Regions from separate parts of the Sus scrofa genome. Here region 2 is linked to region 1. A link is a contact called in public HiChIP or PLAC-seq data. All regions are on one chromosome and are shown on one strand. The core of a region is the stretch at or near the end of the contact, and the rest is flanking DNA. Distances in the headings are between cores, read along the strand shown. Region 1 overlaps TCF7L2 (transcription factor 7-like 2). Region 2 overlaps TCF7L2 (transcription factor 7-like 2).

What was found. HiChIP or PLAC-seq counts read pairs in DNA pulled down with a chosen protein or histone mark.
Region 2: a contact with region 1 is called in an H3K27ac HiChIP or PLAC-seq map of alveolar macrophages. The contact joins two enhancer-like sites. A contact is called at or near these places in 1 of 47 Hi-C or Micro-C datasets (subcutaneous adipose tissue) and 2 of 2 datasets of contacts at active chromatin or transcription factors (alveolar macrophages and skeletal muscle).

Annotation. Positions count from the first base shown.
Region 1 is chr14:123,404,881-123,408,755 of Sscrofa11.1, reverse strand. All of the region lies in intron 4 of TCF7L2 (transcription factor 7-like 2), which reads right to left. Among named protein-coding and RNA genes, the nearest start is that of TCF7L2, 63 kb to the right of the region's middle. Within about 2 kb of position 2,410, at least 8 of the 83 cell types and tissues checked have an H3K27ac peak or open chromatin away from gene starts, as enhancers often do. A contact at or near this core is called in alveolar macrophages, where this site is marked.
Region 2 is chr14:123,491,865-123,496,050 of Sscrofa11.1, reverse strand. All of the region lies in intron 6 of TCF7L2 (transcription factor 7-like 2), which reads right to left. Among named protein-coding and RNA genes, the nearest start is that of TCF7L2, 150 kb to the right of the region's middle. Within about 2 kb of position 2,655, at least 13 of the 83 cell types and tissues checked have an H3K27ac peak or open chromatin away from gene starts, as enhancers often do. A contact at or near this core is called in alveolar macrophages, where this site is marked.

The DNA.
Region 1 (3,875 bases), core at 1,161-3,660:
AAGATAGAAGGCTGATAGGGTTCGTGTTCATGGAGCAAGCACTCACTGCAGGGAGTTAAAAGGGGAGGCGAGATGCACGCATTCGTATGATAAATGCAGGAAGTCAACAGAGGGGCTGGTTGAGTTGGGTGGCCGAGGAGCAGACCAGCTGCCAATGACACGCCATTACTGTCCACATGGAAACGGGAAAGTAGAGAATAGTTCATTGGAGTATTTAAAACATTTCCCTCTTCCTTTCTTTATGTACCCTGGCAAGGGGCTTTGCCTTGAGAATTCAGCTCCAGCTGCCTGAATGAGGGGAAGCCAAGTTCATGGGGTCCCGCTCAGCCTCTGCTCAGGTATTTTCATTCCACCTGCAAAGTCTTCTGGAGTCTGCCCAACTCGCCCTGCAGACCCAGGGCCTCAGAGCGAATCACACGCTGCCACAAACAGAGGGGAAAAACACTAATCCAGCAAATTCTCTCGAATGACAGTTCAGCCTGTGTCTTTAATGCCAAAGCGCCTCAGGAGCCTTGTTCTTGCCTCCACAAAGTCCCTTGCGCCCTCTCCTTTGGACCACTGAGCCCCCCACTGAGTTAATGGAACCTACTACTATGAGGACCTAAAGCAGCAATATAGGGGTCACGGGGACTGCATGCATTCAGACCAAGTTCCCAGAGCTCCTCTAGAGGCAGCTCAGACCCACTTCAAACCCCAGCTCCATAACTCCAGTCACTCACCAGGGTCTGTACTGAGGGCCTAATATATGCCAAGTGCCGACTCTCAAAGAAATGGAGCTCTTTAAGAGAAGAAAGCAAAGGAGTTCCCTTCATGGCTCAGTGGTTAATGAATCCAACTAGGAACCATGAGGTTGCGGGTTCGATCCCTGGCCTTGCTCAGTGGGTTAAGGATCCGGCGTTGCCGTGAGCTGTGGTGCAGACGCGGCTCGGATCCCACGCTGCTGTGGCTCTGGCGTAGGCCAGTGGCTACAGCTCCAATTAGGCCCCTAGCCTGGCAACCTCCATATGCCACGGGAGCAGCGCTAGAAAAGGCAAAAAGACAAAAAAAAAAAAAAAAAAGAGAGAGACAGAGAAGATAGCAAAACGAACCATCGAGAAGTAGGGTGGGCTTGGGCAAAGGCTTTCATCTCTGTGAGCATTGGCTTCCTCATCTGTAAAATGGGAATACACCCAACAGCCACCTCTCAGAGTTCACAGGCTTGGCACGATGCCTCGCATATGGTGTGGGCTTAGTAAATGCTATTATATTATTAGCTAGCTATGATATTGCTATTAACATGATTGGCACCGTCAGAATAAAACTCCTGGAGCCATTGCACGATTCTAAATCATCCGAAAAAGTAAATCCCTGTTTATGATTCAATGATTAAAGGGAAATGAACACTTGGCCCGAAGTAAAACAAAGTGACCGAAAACATTCCTAGTTAACCAGCCTCGCCTCTCCGGATTACTCCCACCCCATCCTCCCATTCATTCATTCCTAGCCTTCTGGTCAAGTGGAATTTTCCTATTACTACGCTTGGTCTCCCCCACGTCTGCTCTCCAACCAGGTACACCAAAGCTCAGCTGCAGGCCTGGTGTTCTAAGCCACTGTATTTCTTCCCTCCAACTGGTCCTCACACTTAAAGAGATTTCTTAAAATGTCTGCAACCCCAGCAGAATTCTGACTCTTCTCTTTCATGCTCTGCAAACAGCAGACACACAAGGCACAGGTGGCCCACAGAACCAGGGGTTGAGATGCACTAGGTCAGACCCAGCAGCAGCTGCTCCAGGGCTACCAAGAAACCACACGAAATCATCATCTGAAAGAGGTTTTACAATGTGCACACGAAAGAAAAATGACAAAGAAAAAAAAATCTCAAAAAACAAAAACCTGCCACTTTTCTCCCAGACACGTCTTGATTTTTTTTCCCCCTCCTCTACCTTTCTTCGGAAATGTCAATAAGATTTAAAACCTTGCCTGCTAAAAACATTGCCTAAGAGTTCCCACTGTGGCTCAGTGGTAATGAACCTGACTAGTATCCATGAGGACACAGGTTCAATCCCTGGCCTCGCTCAGTGGGTTAAGGATCCAGCATTGCCATGAGCTGTGGTGTACATCGCGGAAGCAGCTCTGATTCAAACCCTAGCCTGGGAACTTTCATATGTCGCGCATGAGGCCCTAAAAAGACAAAAGATAAAAATAAAAAGTAAAAAAAAAAAAAGAATAGAAATTGCCTAAAGAAGGGGTTAGCCAGTTGGGAAAAGGGAAGTCCTCCCTGTACCTCGGGCTCACTACCGTCAGGCAGAAAAACAAGCATGAGCCATTGGCACCCTGTTTGGGGACCATCGCCAAGCCCCAGTCCGGTCCAAAGACCAGCGTGGGTTTCCTCCTGCACTGACCATGTCCTCTGAGGATGGCCAGAGCAAATGTCCAGGCTGTAAACAAGCCAAGTGAGATACCAAACGCCCAGAACAAACACATGTGGGGAGTGCAGTTTATACAGCCAACAGCTCCTTCCATCAGAGATGCTGCCACCCCAAGACCGTACGGTAGGTGCTGGAGAAATAAATGCCAGCTCTCCAACCACCGTTGTTGTTATTAAGTTGATGCTGGTCACATGCGGGGACTTTGGCACTAACGTCAGGAATGCTTTTTCCATTGTTGTTATTACCCAACACTACAGTGTGTCATCAGACATTTATGTTCTAGGAGGTGAAAATAAAGAAGGCGCTGTGTAGCAGGAAAAATGCAAAGAAAGCAATAAGCAGCAGAAATCATCCAAGAGTGGAGTTCTTACCCAGAAATGCCCTCTGCTAGTCCTTTACCTATTTTTTTAGAGAAGTTTTCAGGAAACTGAGCTGGAAGAGCCTAGGCAACCAGCTCGAGGTGACAGGATTTGGAAGTGAAGGTTATGAGGGCAGGAAACATGTTTGCCTCTCGGTGCCCCTGTGCCAAGCCTGAACGGTCTCTTTAAGCCTCATTTAACATTCGACAAATACGTATTGATGCCGGAACCAGGCATGACGTTAGGTGTGGAAGACAGAAGAGAAAGATCACGGGGCCTAAGGTCCCAGCTCTCACCCAACTTGCTGGGTGACAGTGGACAGAGATTCTGGCTCCCTTGATCCCCAGGTATTGTCAAATAATTTCCCCTCATCCCCCTCCCTCTTCAGGTGGATGCAAAGTTTCCCCTAAACCATTACTGAGGTTGCTGGCTGCTCGGCAGCTTCAGGAGTCAGTCAAGACCCGTTCCCTTCCCTCTAACCCCACAACCCTCTCCTGGCTCCCCAAACAAGCCCTGGTTATTTAATATATCTATAAAATAAAGACAATAGAAAGGTATCTGAAAAGCACTTAGACTGTAAAATATAACATCAAATATTCTAAAAACACAAGCTATATTATTACAGGACTGCACCGGCCTCTGCATCCAGTTGCCACACTGTCACTGGGAACTTGCTATTTGCAGAGTCTGAGCAAAGCACACTCGCATCAGGTAAAGCCAAGCCGGGGCAAGGGGTGGGGAGGGGAAGGGGAGTGGGGAGAGGAGGATGAGGGCAGGGGGTTGGGAGGGGAGGTTAAGAGGGGAGCTGGGCTGCACAGAATGCTTGCATTTCCACTCAGGAAAAAGGAGCACAAAGCACTGGATGCAGATGGACCCGCACCCAGTGAGGCGGTAAAGGTAGGGGGAAGCTGTTCTGTTTGCTTCTCTGAGGCGCCCACTACCTTCTTCTCAGTTGGCTCCCCATCAGCCAGGAGGCCACTCCATCTATCTTCCAATCCCTGCTATCAATCAAAAAAGCATTCCAGCCCCATCTTCCCCCACCACCCGCAAAGTAGGCCAGGCACGTTCTGGGTGTTGTGGACCCTCAAGTGAGTGCTAAGGTGGCCTC
Region 2 (4,186 bases), core at 1,406-3,905, 87 kb before region 1:
ATTAGGAAAAAAAAAAATCTTAGCCATTTCCAATGTGATGAGGCAAAGCATACGCAGACCGCAGTCAACAGCAAGTGAAACCCACACTCTTTCCCTCGCCTTCTAGGCCTTGAAATAGCTTTTTGAGAATTAATAAATTATTCTGCTTGCTTATGAAATTAAATGCTCCCATGCAAAGCCGTTACAATTAACACCACTCAACGTGTTAAGTTATACTCAGGAAATCCTCACAGTATAATTCTATCAATGAGTCATTTAACTCACATATATTAATTCAATTTATCTTCATTTTGAACTGTGTGGACTGATGGATGGTCATCATTAGAAATGACAAAACTCCACGCTGGAGGGAAACACAGACCAGCGAAGGTTCTGACTTCTCCGCAAGACCACACATCGCTACCTCCACTGAGGGTACCCACAGGTCACCAAGGGATGTGTTCTCTGCCAAGGACCAAGAAGCCAGGGCTCCTGACCAGAACGCCAGAGAATACCAACTGGAGTTTCTGGAACCTACATACCAGTGTCAACAATGCAAATTCCTGTACAGTGATCACAATGCTAGTATGTTCTTAGCACAAGGACTATTATGTTTTTGGTATTAAAGGGAAATTCTCCAGATACTCCTTGGGAAAAAATGCTCCGTAACAAATGCCATTTTCCCCAACCATGCAGCCTATTGATAAGCATTTCTGATTTAAAACCAAAACAAAAAACACAGCGGTGCCAGAGAAAACATATTCACCAAGGGAGCTCAGCTGGAGTTACTGTCAATAAAGAAGACGCTACCAGACAGAGCAACTCCAGGATGGCTCATCAAGATTTCCTTCTGAAAACTTGCAGGATTAGAGGGCTCGTTATTAAGATTTTAAGAACTACTGAGACCGTGTGTGACCTGTAACAACTGATGGTCAAGCTAAACCTCCCCCAATGGCCATCCTAAGTTTGGAAAAGAGGAATCATTTTTGGGAAATCCAAGGTTAAGAGTCTGGCTGTGTATTGGATTCTTAAATGACTGACTTTTTTTTTTTAAGACTGAATATCTTGAAATACCCAACTCAATTATTTAGTTCCTTTTCCCTCTTAAAAAGACATCCTTGGCCAGCTGAAGTAGAAATCTTTGGTTTAGAAGATGCCTATAATGGCATCGTTTACCTCCAGTTTCTAAAATTTGGACAACAGTGGGGGTAGAAATTTTAATTTCTTTGATGCTGGGGAGAAAGAAGAGAGACTGCAAAGCTCTCTGAGACTGAGAGAGGTGGGTGCAAAGGTGAACAAGAACGGGGGACCACAGCTGCTCAAGGTGGCACACCTTTCTCAAGGTCCCCAAGGACTTCTCAACCCAGCCACCACACCCAACCCCGTCCGCTCCCCAGGGAAGGGAGGAGGCCCGATTTCCTCGGACACGGGTCTTCACAGCCACTGGTCAAGGTCTGGGGGGAAAATTAAATAAACCCATCCAGTTGCGTAAGTAAGTTAGAACCTGCTGAGCCGGTCAAATGAAAATATTTCAAAAATACATACTGGTGGGGATTTTTGCATCCATTTGCTAGATCAGGACTGACTGCTATGCATCTCCTCAGGTGCAGGAAGGATGGAAGAACCCCACAAGCTGCCAAAGTTTCACTGGCTTGATAAGGCAGACCTGCAAGGCCAGGACTGGGGGTGGCTTGGGGTTATGGATCCAAAAACCTCCTGTCACCCATGAGGTCCCCTAGTTAGATAACACTACAGCAATATGACCGGGGGTGGGGGTGGGGGGGTTGGTAAGAATAAAGGGAATCTGCCTTACTGATAACTGTATCTCTCCCAGAGCCAAGATTTGAACTTAACAAACAGGTTGGAAGGGAAGATAATTTATAAACAGCAATGACACAGAGATACTCACTAGGACACCATAATAAAGCCCCCCCCTTTTTTTTTTAAAGGATGAGCATCTGAATACATGGACACAGGCCAAACCACCTCCCTTTCCCACCTCCCTTAAAATACATGATTGCTCCCTTCTGAATAAAAAGAACCTGTCATCAAAACACGAAGAGGGAAGGCGACTGTGCAGGACAGAACTGATCCCTGTTCCGAAATTCCTTGGTTTTCATTGCCAAATAAATGACGTTTTTGTGGATTCTGAACCTTTGCTTTTCACAGCAAATTTAGGAATGTTGCCAGGAAGAGTCACCCAAATCCGGTCAAGTGGATTTCAACTCTACTAAGGAAGCGCAGGGACTGGCCACACCCTTGACAACATGTGTGTCCTTTGAGAAACTAAGCTCACACACGCTCAGGCCCCAAGCTGCTGTCACAGCGAATTACAGGGCTAAGGGGAAGGGATTTTAGGAAGGCAGGTCTTTCTGAGCCTCTTGCTGAATCGTGATGATTTCACCCCTGGCCCGGACTGGTGCTAGATGCCTAAGGGGAGAGGTGTATCGTGAGAGAGAGAGAGAGGAAGAAAGAGAACACTCCTGGCCCTCACACAGACAACGCAGCCTCTACCTCTTTCCTAAGCTCCTTGTAAACACACCCAGAGGCTAACACACAATGGGCACATCCAGCAAATAATAAAGTAAAATTAAATCATGTCATGCCTCCACCACAGCAACGCCCATTGGCCGTCTGGGGAGCGTCGGTGCCAACGTTCCCGCCACAGTGTGGAGTTGGAGCTCAAGTTTGCTCCTTGGAATCAGGCACAGATGGAGAGCATGTTGCAACCGCCCGCCTAAAGCAGACTGTGAAACTGGTTTCGGATGCAACCAAGCATCTTAGTATAGTCTGGACTGCGGTGTTTTTTTCAAAACCATCTTGTTTTTGTCTAGCACCTCTGTTCAAGGAAGTTTGGGAGGGACTATTTCTCATAATCAAATAAAGTCTTACATGACAACAGCCCCATTTTGTAGACAGAAAAACAAACAAGCTCAGAGGACTCAGAAGAATTGAGATTAGCTGGTTAGGCGCTTCAGCAAATGAAAAAGGAGGAGGAGGAGGAAGAATAATTGCAGCGAAGGTAGAATCGTTCCTGCGTTCCTCCCTTAAAGAGCCATGCACTAGAGCTCCCTGGTGGCTCAGTGAGTTAAGGATCTGGCATCACCACTGCTGTGGCTTAGGGTTTGATCCCTGGCCCGGGAACTTCTGAGTGCCTCGGGAGTGGCCAAAAATAATAATAATAACAACTTAAAACACTTAAAAAAAAAAAGAGTTATGCACTACTTCAATCAATACCCACTCAGGGTCTCTTTCACACATGGCACTGTTTCAGGCACTACGGAATACATCAGTCAACTAGAAGGGAAAAAGTCCTTGTCTTTGGGGACCTTACAACCTAGAGAGGGTGGTAATAAGTTCCTAGTGTCGAGGTGCTAATAGATACACTCCTGGAATCCCTTCATGGATGATCTAGTCAAAGTCAAACAAAAACCAGCTCTTTGACTATCCAGCCCAACGTTCAACGCCAATGACTCTGCTCCTGAAATACAGAACTGAAAAGCGTGCTTTATACGCTATAGAAGAAGCACAAATTTTTAATTGCCCCTTTTGGGGCTGTTTTTAAAGACTCTCAAATGCTAAATTCTGCTGTCAAATCACCTACAGATGAAGCGCTGTGCGCACAGGAGGTCAGGGGACATCACAGATTTGGGGGGTGGGATAACAAGCAGATGCTGGGTTTTCGGCACCATCCTGACCTCAGAGCTGCTGGCTATCCTGTTTGACCCACACAGCTGGCCAGTTTAGTCTATGTTTGGGTCAGAAACATCACTCACTGGTGCTCAGGAAGAGATGATGAACGCCACTTAATTCCAGGGCTAGATAAACTGCAACTCCTCAAACTACTGGCATGAACTCCATGTTTTTAGCTGCTTTTCCAACTATAACTTAAATAAGATATATGAAGAGGGCAAGAACAGCAATTAGACTCCACTTCATCCTTTACTGTTATTTTCGGGCAGCAGAGCTTATAAGGAGAAGAGTCTCCTTTACCAAAAATGTGCATATATGACATGGTTTTCACTGTGTCTTAAGTATAAGTACACAGAACAAATTAAGCACTGGGAGATGCTCAAGAAATGCTTGTTGCAGGCATTTATATAGAAAAACATTACTACCATATCTTTTAGGGGGGGAAAAAATTAAAAAAAAACTTCAGTAGACAATCTCAAAATATTTCAAGGCACATATTGGGGCCAGAAAGTTC